4 separate regions of the Mus musculus genome follow, and regions 2, 3 and 4 are each linked to region 1. The links are chromatin contacts, called in public promoter capture Hi-C and targeted proximity ligation maps. All regions are on one chromosome and are shown on one strand. The core of a region is the stretch at or near the end of the contact, and the rest is flanking DNA. Distances in the headings are between cores, read along the strand shown.

Region 1 (3,506 bases), core at 746-3,245:
GCAAAGTAAAAGCCTATATGTAATCTGTGAAGGAACAAAAGATGATCCCTAGGGCAAACTAGCTAGCCAGACAAAGGAATCAGTGAGTCCCCTGGGGGGGGGGGCGGGGCAGGAAGGGGAGAAGAACCTGCCTGAGTAAACAAATGGGAAAGCTGAAAGACATTCAGGGCCAACCTCTAGACTCTATGCACACAACGTGTGTATGTGTACACATGCCACGTACACGTGTGTGCACACACATGCCACATACATATAAACACACAAACAACTATTTGCAAATCTAAAAATAAAACGGAGTGTGAAAAATCAGCTGGAAGGATGGCCCAGTAGTTAAGGGCATTTGCTGCACTGGAGTTCCGTGATCCCAGAACCCACATAAACCAGGCGTCAGGAGCAGGACTTCTAACTCCAGCATGGAAGGGGCGGAGTCAAGAGAGCAGTTGGGGCTTATTGGCTTCCAGCCAAACTAAGAAAACAGACCCTGTCTCTCTCAAAAAATAAATAAATAAAATAAAATAAAAAATAAATTTAAAAAATGGGTGAAGAGCCATCAAAGGACACCCAACACCCCTTTCTTGTTTCTGAGTGTGCACATACGCCAATACTAAGATACACAAACACACAAATATGCAAATCAGTAAGGAACATATATATTGGATGGTAATTTTTTTTTTTTGGCTTCTGGGCGGGTGTTCATGAATGACCATAGAAGCACCACAAAGACTTGGCTGGGAGTTACAAAAATTCAAATGAAAGGAACTTGTAAATACGTTATCTGCAAATAACCAGAGTCAACTGTTTTACAACGGGTTCGTCAAAAATAATAGTTCCAGTCGGGCAGTGGTGGCGCACGCCTTCAATCCCAGCACTCGAGAGGCAGAGGCAGGCCAGACTCTGAGTTCAAGGCCAGCCTGGTCTACAGAGTGAGTTCCAAGATAGCCAGGGCTACACAGAGAAACCCTGTCTCTCAAATAAATAAATAAATAAATAAATAAATAAATAAATAAATAAATAAATAAATAAATAAAAGAAACAAATAATAATAGTCCCTTGGGCTGGAGAGATGGCTCAATGGTTGGACATACTTGCTGCTCTTGCAAAGGATGCGAGTTCGGTTCCCAGCATCCATATGGTGGTTCACATATGGACTCCGACCTCTTACCCCCTTTTCTGTACTCCGCAGGCACTGCACACACATAGTGCACATACACACGCGAAGGCAAAACCCTCAAATATTTTTCTAAAAATCAAAAAAGACGTCCCTGATTATTTTTTTGTTATACATTTTTTTCTTTCCATCTTTAACCTTCTCCTTTTCTGTATTAAACTTGCAATTACGAATGAAGGGAGATTGTACATTTAAACCCCTAAAAGAAGAGAGGGCAGGGACCATTTGCTAAATTATCACGCATATTCCCCTCGGGGTGCAGAGTTGGTCATCCTCGCTGTAATAAGGGGCAGTGTCGAGTTCTACTCCCTAGCTTGACTACTCCAGACAACGGACCGAGGCGGCAACCTGCAAGGGAGGCGGCGGCAAAAACTCCTTTGTGGCTAGGTGGAGGCCGCTTCGCAGGCTGATCCTGCACCGGGCTCCCACTTCTCCGACCAAACCCTCGCACCTCCGGACCGCAGAACTGTTTCCCCGAGCCACGGCTGGAAGGAGCTCTTGATGGCCACCAGCGGCAGGTCGCGGTTCACCCTGAGCGTGCTGAGCAGCGGTGCCCAGTCCACCGCGCGCAGCCGGTCGGCATTGAAGTCCAGCACGCCGTCCCGCAGGCAGGCGCGCACGGCGGGCAGCGGCACGGAGTCCTGCAGCGCGCACAGGTACTCGTAGTGCGAGAAGAAGTCGGCCGCGCAGTCGCGCCGGAGCTTCACCGAGTCGATCATGACCGGCAACCCCGGGGACCTCCACCAGCCGCCCCGCGCCGCCTCCCGCCACGCCTCGGGCGGTTAGCGCCCGCTCTGGGAGCCGCCGCCGCCGTTCTAGTCACCGGCGAGCTCCCGCGGGCGACGTGCGCATGCGTCGGCGCGCTCGCTGTGCGTCAGAGCGCGGGCCACGCCCACCCGGGCTCGCTACGTCCAACGCGCCATCAGCTGGAGGCGAGTAGATGCTCTGCAGTGAGCGCGCCTCTGGGTACCAAAAGTGAGGTGCAATGGAGTGACGACCTGAGAACCGGGCTTGACCTGAGAACTGAGAAGCGGGTTTAGCCTCGAGAAGACTGTTAGAAGCGCTCAACTGTTTATGCTTCCTCACCGAGAGAAGTCACAAGAAGAATTTCCCAACACGTATGCAAACCAGGTGGCTTCCTTCCTCTCTTCTTTGGGTTAGGCAAAGCTAGAGTTTAGCTTAGTATCCTCCATTGATGGTGGATATTTCTCTCCCTCTCTATCTCTCTATGTGTTGTTTGAGACAACGTTTCTCTGTATAACAGTCCTGGCTGTCCTGGAACTCACTTTGTAGACTAGGTTGGCCTCGAACTCTTACTAGTTTTCAATGTTAGTACTCTAAATAAACTCGAAGACGACTCCTGTATCACAGAGAGACCATAATTTCATTACGGTTTTATTATTAATGATTTTAACAGAGTTAGTAACATTGAGCATAATAGCTATGGAAAGTGAACTTGGGATTCACTCAGCAGTGGTTAAGTTGAGCTATTTTATTCCCTATGTCATGTTATTTAGTTATGCATTAAAATGAATTACTTTGAGCAGAAACAAAGTGAACTCTGGGTAATAAATACATCAGTCTGTTTTATTCTTTTTAAGGATTTATTTATGGGTACGTGCCTGTATGCTATCTGTGTGCAAGTGTCCAGAGTGACCAGAAGAAGGCATCAGATCCTCTGGAACTGGTGTTACAGGTGGTAGTGAGCCAGTCAGTGTAGGTGCTGGGAACCAGACTCAGAGCCTCTGAAAGAAGAGCTGTCTCTAGCCACCATTTCAGTTACATTTGTAAAAGATTTGCTTATATTTTTATTCAGTGTGTGTGTGTGTGTGTGTGAGTGACACGTGTACACAGTGCTTAGGGATATCAGAAAGGGGCGTCAGATGCCTTGGACCTGAAGTTATAGGCATTTGAGACATTTGTGACCCACCCACCATAGGTGCTGGGAATGGAACCCAGTCCTCTGGAAGGGCAGTTAAGTGCACCTAAGTGCTAAGCCATTTCTCTGAAATACTTTAAAGCACATTTATAAATTCCTGAGGTATGAGTTTGATTTTCTGTTTATAAGGCATACTATATTCAAGAGACATTATGAATGACAGGCTAAATGTCCACAGTTAAGTCTTTTGTGTCCTCATTCACTTCTTTTAAAACATAAGTTTGTTGTTTTTAGTCTGTCATTGGTAACTGCGAAGTGTTCTCGTAAATGGAAGGCTCTATTCTGGCTTTTGTTTCTTTTGGATGGATGATGAAGATTGTGGCTAACACTGATAACTAGTACTTTTTATTTCTGTAGCATTGTTTATTTATTTTATTTTATTTTATTTTATTTTACTTT
Region 2 (3,506 bases), core at 295-2,794, 890 kb after region 1:
CACCCTCTCGGTCTGGGACCATTGTCTCAGTCTCTCGACAGGCGCCTTCTCACCGGTCGCGGGGTCCCCTAAGAATGCACCAACACCGAGTGTAGGGAGCTCCCCTTGCTGTCAGCCCTGCCGGCTGCGGTGGGCTCCAAGAGAGGGGCTGTGGGTGAGGCGGCGGCCGCGCACACGGTGGAGGGAGCAGGCAGCTGCTGCGACGCCGTGGGGACAGACAACGCCGGCGGCAGCGTGGTCACGGGTGGTAGCGCAGGCGTGGGCTTGATGGGCACCGGTACAGCTGGCAGGCTCTGGTTTGCCGAGTGGCACAGAGCCTTGACTGGCACCCCGAATGCCCCATACTCCGGGCCTACCGGGACCCCAGCTGCGGCGGCAGCAGCGGCAGCCGCGGCTACCGAATCCATCACGCCAACATGAGGCCACACGGAGCCGACAACATTGCTGAGCTGGCCCGGCACGGGGTAGCCCAAGTGGTGCATGACCGACGCCAAAGGCAACCCTCCAGCCTGCAGCACGCCCTTGTAGTCCCGCCCGATGATGTTCTCTATGGCGAACGGATGTTTGAAGCCTGTGGTGGACGCGGCGGCTGCAGCGGCGGCGGCGGCGGCCGAGCCCAGCCCGTAGGGTGGGAACTGAGACAGACGCCCCACGCTGCCCACCGCTGCGGCCGCCGCCGCTGCTGCGGCCGCCGCCACGGCCGCCGCCTCCTGCATCTTGCCGGGATGGGACGTCTGCGGAGGCTGCGACTGCGGCTGTGGCTGCTGCGCGGGCTGCGACGGGAGGTGTGGAGGCTGCGGAGCCGGAGCCGGCTGCTGGTGGAAATAGGGCACCATGTGCGGCGGCGGCGGCGGGGGCGGCTGCGGCGGGTGGTGATGGTGGTGATGGTGTGCGGCGTGGTGGTGATGGTGGTGGTGGTGGTGTGCGTGGTGGGGATGGTGGGGATGCAGGTGACCTCCTGGCCCCGTGCCGGGCGCGCCCTTGCTGCTTCCTGAGTGTAGGTGAGCGTGGTCTGCGCGTAGCACCTTGAAGCGCTTGCGGCGCCGCAGGAAGCTGCCGTTCTCGAACATGTCACCGCAGTCAGGGTGTAGCGCCCAGAAGCTGCCCTTACCGGGTTGGTCCGGCCTCCGAGGGATCTTGATGAAACAGTCGTTGAAGGAGAGGTTGTGGCGCAGGCTGTTCTGCCAGCGCTGCGTGTGCTCGCGGTAGTAGGGGAAGCGCTCCATGATGAACTTGTAGATGTCGCTCAGAGGCAGCATCTTCTCAGCCGAATGCTGGATGGCCATGGCGGTCAGTGAGATGTAAGAGTAGGGCGGCTTTTGGTCGCTGTAGGAACTCTTCCCTGGCCGTGGCATCTTCCCAGGCTCTTCCACTTCCGTCCGGCCCACAGTGGGCCTTAACGCCTCTCGGAAAGCCGGATACCAGGCTTAAGTGTCCCCACTAATTCTCTCTCCACCTGCGCAGCCTGATCCCCAGCTTTCTTGGTCCCCAGACCCCTTTTGCCTTGGTCCTCCTCCTTCGGGGAGCTGCCCCGGGTCCCCGCAATTGGCTTTTTGAGCCAATACAGTTTTATGGCGCTCACAACTTCTGGTCTTGACTGTCGTGGGCAGGCCCTCACAGTAGCCAGAGAGACTCGCCAGCTTTACCTTGCTTTTCTCCGTCTCGTCCTCCTCTTGGATGACTAGACTTGAGCTCTGGAGCGAAAGGCTGTGGAATGAGTTTCTTTTTGGTCTCTTTTCCCTTTATCGGTACAAAGGCAGCTCAGATCAAACCAACTGGATAATGAAGACTGGCTTTTTAAGCTCGAGTCCACACTAGCTGTCCCGAGGCCACTGGTGACCGATCTTTCGACCCTGGAAGCTGACCTGGTACTGGGTCTGTCCGCGCTGGAGTTCAAATCTTACAAAAAGGGGTAGACAGGGTAAGAAGAGAGAGAGGGAGCGCGCACTTTCCTATCCGCTACTGTACGTACGTACCCTCTTTTTTCAGGAGATCTGCAGGCAAGCTGAAAATGGAAGAGGCACCGAGCTCTAGGTGGTGGTTCCAAGAAAAAAGTTTGGTGCTGTCTACAGCAGCGGCGCCCACCGTCAGGCTCTATGGAGGGGACGGTGTCAGAACTCCCGGAGCTAGCCGCAGGCTGCAGGGGGCGTCTGCGTAGACAGGCTAGGACCCGGCTCGCCCGGTCCGAACAGCCGTCTGAGCTGCAGCTGCAGCCGCTCTGCCCCGCGGGTTTTGAGAAGACGCGCTGCTGTGGCAGCGACGCGCTCTCCTGGCTGCGTTTTGTAATGGTCCCCGAGACGCCGAGACCCCTGCAGCTTGCGCTTCGAGACTATCACATGACCGAGGCTGAGGGACTCCGCCGCCGCCGCCTCCACAGCCTCTTCTTTTGCTGAAGAAGGGGCAAGAAGGCACAATTTCTCGTCTCCGCCCCTTCTCCATTTCCACTGGTCACCCCGACCCTTCGCTTTCACTTCCCGCTTGCCAGCCCAGGCTTCAGCCGTCTGACCACTGAGAAGGGGTCACTGTCTAGTTGTGGGGGTCTGCTGTTCCACAGCAAGGGGGCACGGCACTGCTTTCTCACCCGTCAGGTCTTGCATAGCTCTCTCCCTTTATCATTCAGTCTTTTCACCCACTCTCCCTTAGTTTCCCGGTGGCCTAGCCATTTAGGTCTCCAGTTTGGAGCACCTTTGTCTCCAGCTCCTTTTCTCTTGGAGAAACAGAGACGCCCAGAGGGTTGTAAGTGGAAACCAATAGAAAGAAGAGCTGGGGCCTACAGATCGGCCCATTTTTTGGCAGGTTCAGCGAGGCACGAATTGCTCTTTGCACCCCAGAACCTTGATTTAGGGGGCAGAAAGATAATAGGCAGGGAATTAGGAGGCAAGAAGCTTGGCGGGTGGAGAAACTCCAACACGTCTTCCTGAAAGGGGCGGACAGACGGCGTGAGGTCTCTTTGGGGTGGCGATATTAGAGGCAGGGGAAAGAATGAGGAGTTGGGAGTCGAGGGGCTCCGTTACCTAACTGTGCAGCACTCTCCTCACCAAGGGAGGAATACCATTAAAATCACTCTGGAAGCCTTGGTGTGACCTGTAAGGGAGCAGGGGCTGAGCCAGGGGTAAAGGTCCCCTACCACCCCCCACCCCCACTTGGATGAAGCACTCATCCTGGAAATGGCAATGCGTATTCAAAGAACTTAAAATCTCATTCTGGTTGGCTACGTTTGACCCCAAGCTGGCAGGGAAAGAAGCATTTAGAAACAACCATATTCTCTATTCCCGTCTCGGGATCTCACTTTCAGTATTTTTCCTGTAGTTGGAAAATTTCAGAGTTCTTTCCAGTTCCCTCACTTGAGAGCAGTTAAAGGCAGCAGGTGCCTCAGATTTTAATTTCTTCTCTGCTAAGCATAAGTCCTAAATCTTGGCTCAGTGGCTAGAAAGGCTACGTACGGGTCCAAGGAAATCAGGATTTTGGTAAGTGGTAAAATGGGCGCGGGTGTGTGGGTCCTTACT
Region 3 (3,506 bases), core at 276-2,775, 750 kb after region 1:
AGATGCCCTACCACACCACAGAGGTGCGTGCTCCACTATGTTCAAATTGGCCTTATCTGTAATAGCCAGGAGCTGGAAACAACCCAGACGTCCCATAACGGATGAATGGATACAGAAACTGTGGCACACTTACACAATGCAATACCATTCAGCTATTAAGAATGAGGACATCATGAGTTCTGCAGGCAAATGGATGGAACTAGAATATCCTGAGTGAGGTGTCTCAGACCCAAAAGGACACACACGGTATGTACTCACTAATAAGTGGATATAAGCCTTTTAAAAAGTACAGAATACCCAGGATACAATCCACCGAACTCAAGAAGGTTAACAAGGGGAAGAGCCCAAGTGAGAAGCCTCAATCCCACTTGGGAGAGAGAAGACAGTAATCACAGGAAGCAAAGGGAGGGAGGTACTGGGGAGGAGAGGGAGGGGAGGGAGGGGGGAGTGGAAAAGGGGAACATGATCAGGTATAGGGGAGTGGGGTAGGGAAACAGGAAGAAGCCCTAAGGGCCAGCAGAAAGAATGGAAGTAAGCAACCTCAGAGGGTGGGAGGTGGGGGGACCCTCTAGAATGTACAGAGACCTGTTAGTCAGAGAATCTCAGGACTCAAAGGGAGGGACCTTAGATGAAATGCCCTACAGTGGGAAGAGGGAACTTGTAGAGTCTACCTCCAATAGAAAGACAAGAGCAACAAGTGGAGGGATAGGATTGCTATCCCACAGTCAAAACTCTGACCCAGAAGTGTTCCTGTCTAAAAGAGCTCAAGGAACAAAAATGAAGAAGAGACTGAGGGAAAGAAGATTCAGTGACCGGCCCAACTTAGGATTCATCTCAAGGGGAGCCAGGCCTGACACTATTACTGATGCTATGGGTGCTTACAGACAGAAGCCTAGCGTGGTTGCCCACAGAGAGGTACAACAAACTGCTAAGACGGATGCAGATACTTACATCCAAACCAATGAACTGAAGTCAGGAAAAGGCTGGAAGAAGCTGAGGAGGAGGGTGATTCCATAGGAAGACCAGCAGTCTCAACTAACTGGGACCCCTGAGATCTCTCAGATAATGAGTCATCAGCCAGGCGGCATACACTTGCTAGTATGAGGCCCCAGACATATATACAGCAGAGGACTACCTTATATGGCCTCACTGAGAGAACCCTGGAGAGACTTGAGGCCCCAGGGAGGGCGGAGGCCTGGTGGGGGGGTAGGAGGATAGAAGCAACATCCTCTTGGAAACAGGAGTGGGGGAGGAGGAATTAGCTGAGGAACTGTGGGAGGGGAGAAATGACTGGACTGTAAAAAATAAAATAAAATAATAAAAAACCCAAAACAATAACAAAAGAGGGAAGGAAGAGGGCAGGAGAACAAAGAGAAGCAAGGCGGACAGAGGAGCATGTTTAAAAGAAAGAAAAAGAGACAGAGACACCCACAGCCAAACTGAGGATTGTGCTAGGGTATTGTTATGGAAGACTAGGAGAAAAGATTGCAGGCCCGAAGGGGATAGGAACTCCGCAGGAACACCAATAGAATCAACTAACCTGAACCCTTGGGGCTCTCAGAGAGTTAACTACCAACCAAAGAACATACCTGGGCTGGACCCAGGCCTCCCTGTTCATATGTAGCAGACGAGCAGCTTGACCTTCCTGTGGGTCCTAACAACTGGAGCAGAGGCTATCCCAAAAACTGTTGCCTATACTGGGATATGTTCTTCTAGCTGGGCTGCCCTGTTCTAGTCTCAGTGGGAAAAGTACCTGGCCTCTCAGAGGCTTAAAGTACCAGGATTGGGGGGATACACAGGGGGTTCCCCACCTGCTCAGAGGAGAAGAGAAATGAGGAATAGGGAAAGGATTATGGGAGGGGTGACCAAGAAGGAGGCAGTGAGTGGGATATAAACTGAGTAATTAAAAAAATTAAATTAAATTAAAGAAAGCAAGTTAGGTTTTATGCAGAGTAAAGGAAGCCTTAAATGTATGAAGTCTTGAGTAATGTGTGTTGTTGATATGGCCTAGTTATGACATGGAGCTTAGCCTCAGCTGCTTGGGAAAATGGCAAAGGTGACTGCCCTCTGCCCTGAGGAGTATGGGGGAATTGAGGCGCACAAGGGTAGGAAAGCCTCCATCTGCTCCATGTTCTGAAGTTGAAAGTATATTTATATTCTCCCCCTGCATTTATAGCCTACAGGGACTGCTCCTACTAATGAGCTAAGCCTGCCTCCTTGGTCTGCTGCACTATCACCCGGCCTCTCTGTTCAAACTGTGTATAATAAATGCACTGGGCTTCTGGGGTTCTGCACTTTCTTCACCAGAGCCCAGCTCTCCCAGTCCCAGCTTGTATCTGTCTGTCTACCTGTCTGTCTTTCTTTTCTTCACTTGCTCACCTCTCAAGTCAGTCTGTACCTGGAGTTGTGCTGAATGCGGCAACATTTGTTGTTTCTTTTTGCATGGCACAAATATTACTTTTTAATTTTTCTTTAGTGTTCTATGCTTTATCAACATGTTACTTTCTACTGAATACATTAATAATTTCAAAAACTTACATAGTACACAGTAAAGTCTAACCACCTGAACACACACAAAGATTGCACTGAATCACAAGTCCCAGCACTGAAGACTATGATGTCTGAAAGCTGAACTCCAGCCTTACACTGATACTTTTTAAGACAGAGCTGAAACACTATCCACCTTGGTAGTTTTTGAAACAGTCTCTCATTGGCACCTAGGGCTCACCAACTCAACTGGGCTGGCTGGACTAAGCTTCAAGGACCTCCCTGTGTCTACTGCCTGCTCTAGGACTGCAGGCTGCTCCCTCCCACCCCAGCTTTTGACAAGGGCTCTGGGATTCAAACTCAGGGTGCAGTGAGCACTATTTCCCAGCAATACCATATCTTTTTTTAAAAATTTATTTATATATATATATATATATATATTATTAGGTATTTTCTTCATTTACATTTCAAATGCTATCCCAAATGGCCCCATACCCTCCCCCACCCACTCCCACTTCTTGGCCCTGGCAATACCATATCTTATTGTTGTTCTGTTTTTAAAGAAAATTACTGACCAGTCTGAGAACTCTATTACTGAAATAGTGGAGTCTTATCCTATTTAAAATGTTCCAAAGCTAACCAATAATTAAAAATTGTCATGTGGTTAAAATGACCCTTCAAAAATCTAAGTGCCCCAACAAAGCAAGGCAACTTTTTCTTTTTAAACCCCAAACCATATTCAACGGCCAAGGATGCTCATAGCACAACAGACAGATGAAAATCTCGATAAGCTGAATGAAGACATGGAGAGGAGGCCCTACTTCCACCCTGAGTCTTTGACTAAATTCCAGTCACTAAAAAGGACACATGACATAATTGTGTTATCCAAAGAACCACTGTGTCAGCTGTCAACTGATCCAAGCTAGAAAATGGGCCTACTCATGACATAGGCTGACCAAAAAAAAAAAAAAGATATAGACTAAGTATGTAAAATTCTTAGAACCAAATTCCAGATTTTA
Region 4 (3,506 bases), core at 636-3,135, 720 kb after region 1:
CAACAACAACAACAACAACAACAACAACAACAAAAGAGACTAGAAATCAGTATAATACCAGGAAAATTAAATAGCTAACAGCAAGGGTACAATAGGAATAGAAAAAACTTATGAAAGGCAGAACTAAAGAACTCAGAAGTTCTATGGAAAAATCTTTTCAAGATTCAATTTTATTTCTCAAAGTCTACTTTTCTTCATTTCTTAATGGTGACTTTATGTATATTTGGCATATAGTTTTTGAATAAAAGGTAGAAAATGCAAATGTTTACATTTATGATTTAAACAATAAGTTCAATTAAAGTATACTGTAATATATATATGTATATATACACACACATACATATAGTATACTATACATTAGTATGTTAACCAATTAACTAAAATATTTATCAAAATATTATATAAAAGATATACTAAACATTTTGGTTGTTATGGTATATAACAAATCGTTTAAAATATGTACATATATATATATATATTTGTACAAATCTTCCTAGCTTGGTCTCTATTCTATTTTGGACTTCTTTTAATCAAATGTGGTCTTTTAACCTGAAGATACTATAAAATTTTTCTATGAAGTATTTTTGCATAAGGAAAAAGCAAATATGAAGAAATATCCTTTGTTACTCTAGTTTTAATTTGTAAAATATATTGTTAGGCCAGACATGATGAAATATACATTAATTCTCAGCACTTGGGAAGCAAAGGCAGGTGGGTCTCTGTAAGTTCCAGGTCATCTTGGTCTATTCTCTAAGTTCTAGGCCAGCTAGGGACATATCTTAAAAAAAAAATATGTATGTGTATGTGTGTGTGTGTATACACACACATACATATATACATACACACACATATATATGTATATATATAATATATATACATGTACACATAAATATATGTATATATGTATACATTTGTGTGTAAACATACATTACATACACACATGTGTGTTTATGTACATAATCTAAAATTTTAATGCATGCATAATTTTTAAGATGGGTCTTCATCTATTTTTAAAACATAGCAATTTCTTTCTAGAAAAGTAATTTATTAAAATACATACCAATATAGAATACAGGAATTTTGTGATGAACACTACTTCAATGCAACCAACAGTTAAATGAACCCGAATGTCAACCACACTCATATCTGTGTATGCATAGCCAGCAGTTGCATCCATGTAAGAAATCATTTTGAAGCTGAAAACTTCTTTTCCAGTGATATAAAGAGCCTTAAAGAGACAAGAACCCCAAATGTCAAAAATCAATATTTGAAGTATTATACCCCAAGACAAAAATGAAATGAAGCAAAATAATAAAATATTCTACTATTTGGAAAATCTTCCAGAAATTTGAGAAAGTACAAATGAGACAACAATTCAAAATGCTTTATTAGAATTTGTACCCTAATGCGTTTTCTGTTGTCTTATGTTTGATAACAGAGGAGAAGAGATCTGTATCTCTCTTGGATTTTCTGCTTTGCACTGAGGCATCACAGAAACAACTTTAGTTAACTTTCAAAGCTGAGACACACCACAGGCACAGATTCCCTATACTCAAGTGTCTCATTCCACTAGGTCTGAGACTTTGAATCTTTTTTTTTTCATATTCTTCATTGGAATATCTTAGATTTAAACTTTTCATTCTTCATTGATTGATTAAGAATTGTTTTAATTACTAAAATAGAATTGCTTAAAATTTCCAGCTCCATATTGCCAGTTTAAAATGTAAGAGACAAGAAACTATGTTTTTTGTTTTTTTTTTAATTTAGAACACAGTATTAAGTTTATAGTTTTCTTGACTCTTAAATTCTAAATACAGTAACTAGGGGTTGAAAAGCACCAGGAAAACCAACCACAGAACAACAAGTCCCAAGAAGAAAAAGTATGAGCAATTTTGGAAAGCAGAAGGAAGAAATGCAAAACAGGAAGTTAGGCTTCAGATGAGATGCACAAAGCTAGACTGAAGACCATTTCACACCCTAAAAATAACAAATAGCCGAAGAATTATTATAATTTTCTCACTGCTATTAGAAATATGAAATAACAATACAACAAAGTATGCTATCATCTAAGAAAAATCAGGAAGATTCCAAGAGGAAGGGATGGCAAATATTGTGAGTTAAGTAAGAACAATTCAGCTAAAACATGGAGGTTGAGGGAACACCAATGCAGGGCACCAAGTCCCTGGGAAACTGAAACAGTCCTTCCTCCATGGCAGGGCCTTCCTTGCTGGCCTCTGCTGGGAATGCATGAGGAACGACTCAGGAGAATTAGGGTTTTACTCAGAGCAGGTCCTGGAAAAATGAAAACATTTCCATTCATCCCACTCAAGGCCCAAACACTGGGCTACCAAGATAGCTCAGGGGCTATCAACACCGATCACCCTTCTAAAGGACTGGGGTTCAATTTCCAGCATCCACAAGGTAGCTCAAGATCAGTTATATCTCCAGTTCCACAGGATCCAACAACCTCTTCTGGTCTCCATGGACATCAGACACAACCATGGTACACAGAACAAAAGACACAGAGACAGATGACAAAATATTCATACATATAAAAATAAATACATTAATTATTTTAAAAGGCCCAAAGCATGGGTGTGGGAGGGAGGAATGGGAGAAAGATACCTTGGACGTTAGTGAGGCCCAGCTTTCAGTCTGTCTGTAGGGGGTAGAAAACCAACTAACTGGGGAAAGATCATAACTATGGGCGGGGAGAAGGGAGGGGATGGGGATTTGTGGAGGGGAAACTGGGAAGGGAGATAACATTTGAAATGTCAATAAATAAAATAACAAATAAAAAAAGAAAAAAATGAATAATAATATTGATAACAAACTTGGTCCAGCAATGAAGAAAATGTTCTCTCTTGTTAAACTCTAAGTGCTCACATACTGACTCAAAAAGAACTGATTCAGGGTTTTCTTATCTCACACTTTAGTATTTGTCACCACTTCCTTCAACACATAGTCTGCTTAAATTCCTTATTATTCAAGAATTACTAACAAAATAACTTAGCCATCGACATTGTTTTCAAAGAATTCTCTTATTTTAATAGTTATATACACTGGTGAGCATCCTTGAAAATACACTTGAAGTCGTTCACACCTTCTAATACCATTATATGAAACAGGCAGTTTAGGATATTTGAAGAACAGAATATTTATTTTGGAGTGAGAAGAATTATTAGCAACACTCCTCTCCCAACCACCCCAAAGGTTCTTTCTTCCAAGAACATCATTTACTTGGGAAAAATTATAATTTTAATTTTATAAATAAAAGCTAAATTATATAACAAAAAGGATCACACAAATATTAAGCATCTTTGTGCCTTAATCTAACCCCATTATGCATAAGATACACTGGTGATCTATGACAATTATTATTTAATTGATGTGAACATTACATATTAATGATGTATTAGCATTTAATAAAAACAAAATCTCACCTTTTTGTAGATAGCCATTTTATCAGAATCTAACACAATTATATTCCTTAGCTTTGCATTTAT

Evidence for each region. Promoter capture Hi-C pulls out the DNA fragments that hold promoters and counts their contacts.
Region 2: a targeted proximity ligation map of bone marrow-derived macrophages shows a contact between it and region 1, with 3 times the contacts expected there. A contact is called at or near these places in 1 of 39 promoter capture datasets (the C10 cell line) and 1 of 130 datasets of targeted methods (bone marrow-derived macrophages).
Region 3: a promoter capture Hi-C map of embryonic stem cells shows a contact between it and region 1, with 2.2 times the contacts expected there. A contact is called at or near these places in 8 of 39 promoter capture datasets (the 3T3-L1 cell line, the C10 cell line, embryonic stem cells and 4 more) and 1 of 9 other capture datasets (adipose tissue).
Region 4: a contact with region 1 is called in a targeted proximity ligation map of bone marrow-derived macrophages, with 7 times the contacts expected there. A contact is called at or near these places in 6 of 39 promoter capture datasets (the 3T3-L1 cell line, the C10 cell line, hippocampal neurons and 2 more), 2 of 130 datasets of targeted methods (bone marrow-derived macrophages and pro-B cells) and 1 of 9 other capture datasets (adipose tissue).

The regions. Positions count from the first base shown.
Region 1 is chr19:15,982,994-15,986,499 of GRCm38.p6, forward strand. Cep78 (centrosomal protein 78) reads right to left here and starts at 1,996. Exons shown (of 15, transcript NM_198019.2): 1 at 1,620-1,996. The coding sequence starts at 1,887. C130060C02Rik (RIKEN cDNA C130060C02 gene) reads left to right here and starts at 2,082. Exons shown (of 3, transcript NR_045355.1): 1 at 2,082-2,299.
Region 2 is chr19:16,872,286-16,875,791 of GRCm38.p6, forward strand. It overlaps Foxb2 (forkhead box B2), which reads right to left and starts at 1,545. Exons shown (of 1, transcript NM_008023.2): 1 at 31-1,545. The coding sequence starts at 1,355. The coding sequence ends at 69.
Region 3 is chr19:16,736,991-16,740,496 of GRCm38.p6, forward strand. All of the region lies in intron 17 of Vps13a (vacuolar protein sorting 13A), which reads right to left. Among named protein-coding and RNA genes, the nearest start is that of Vps13a, 42 kb to the right of the region's middle.
Region 4 is chr19:16,700,061-16,703,566 of GRCm38.p6, forward strand. It overlaps Vps13a (vacuolar protein sorting 13A), which reads right to left. Exons shown (of 72, transcript NM_173028.4): 31 at 3,444-3,506; 32 at 1,061-1,228. Among named protein-coding and RNA genes, the nearest start is that of Vps13a, 79 kb to the right of the region's middle.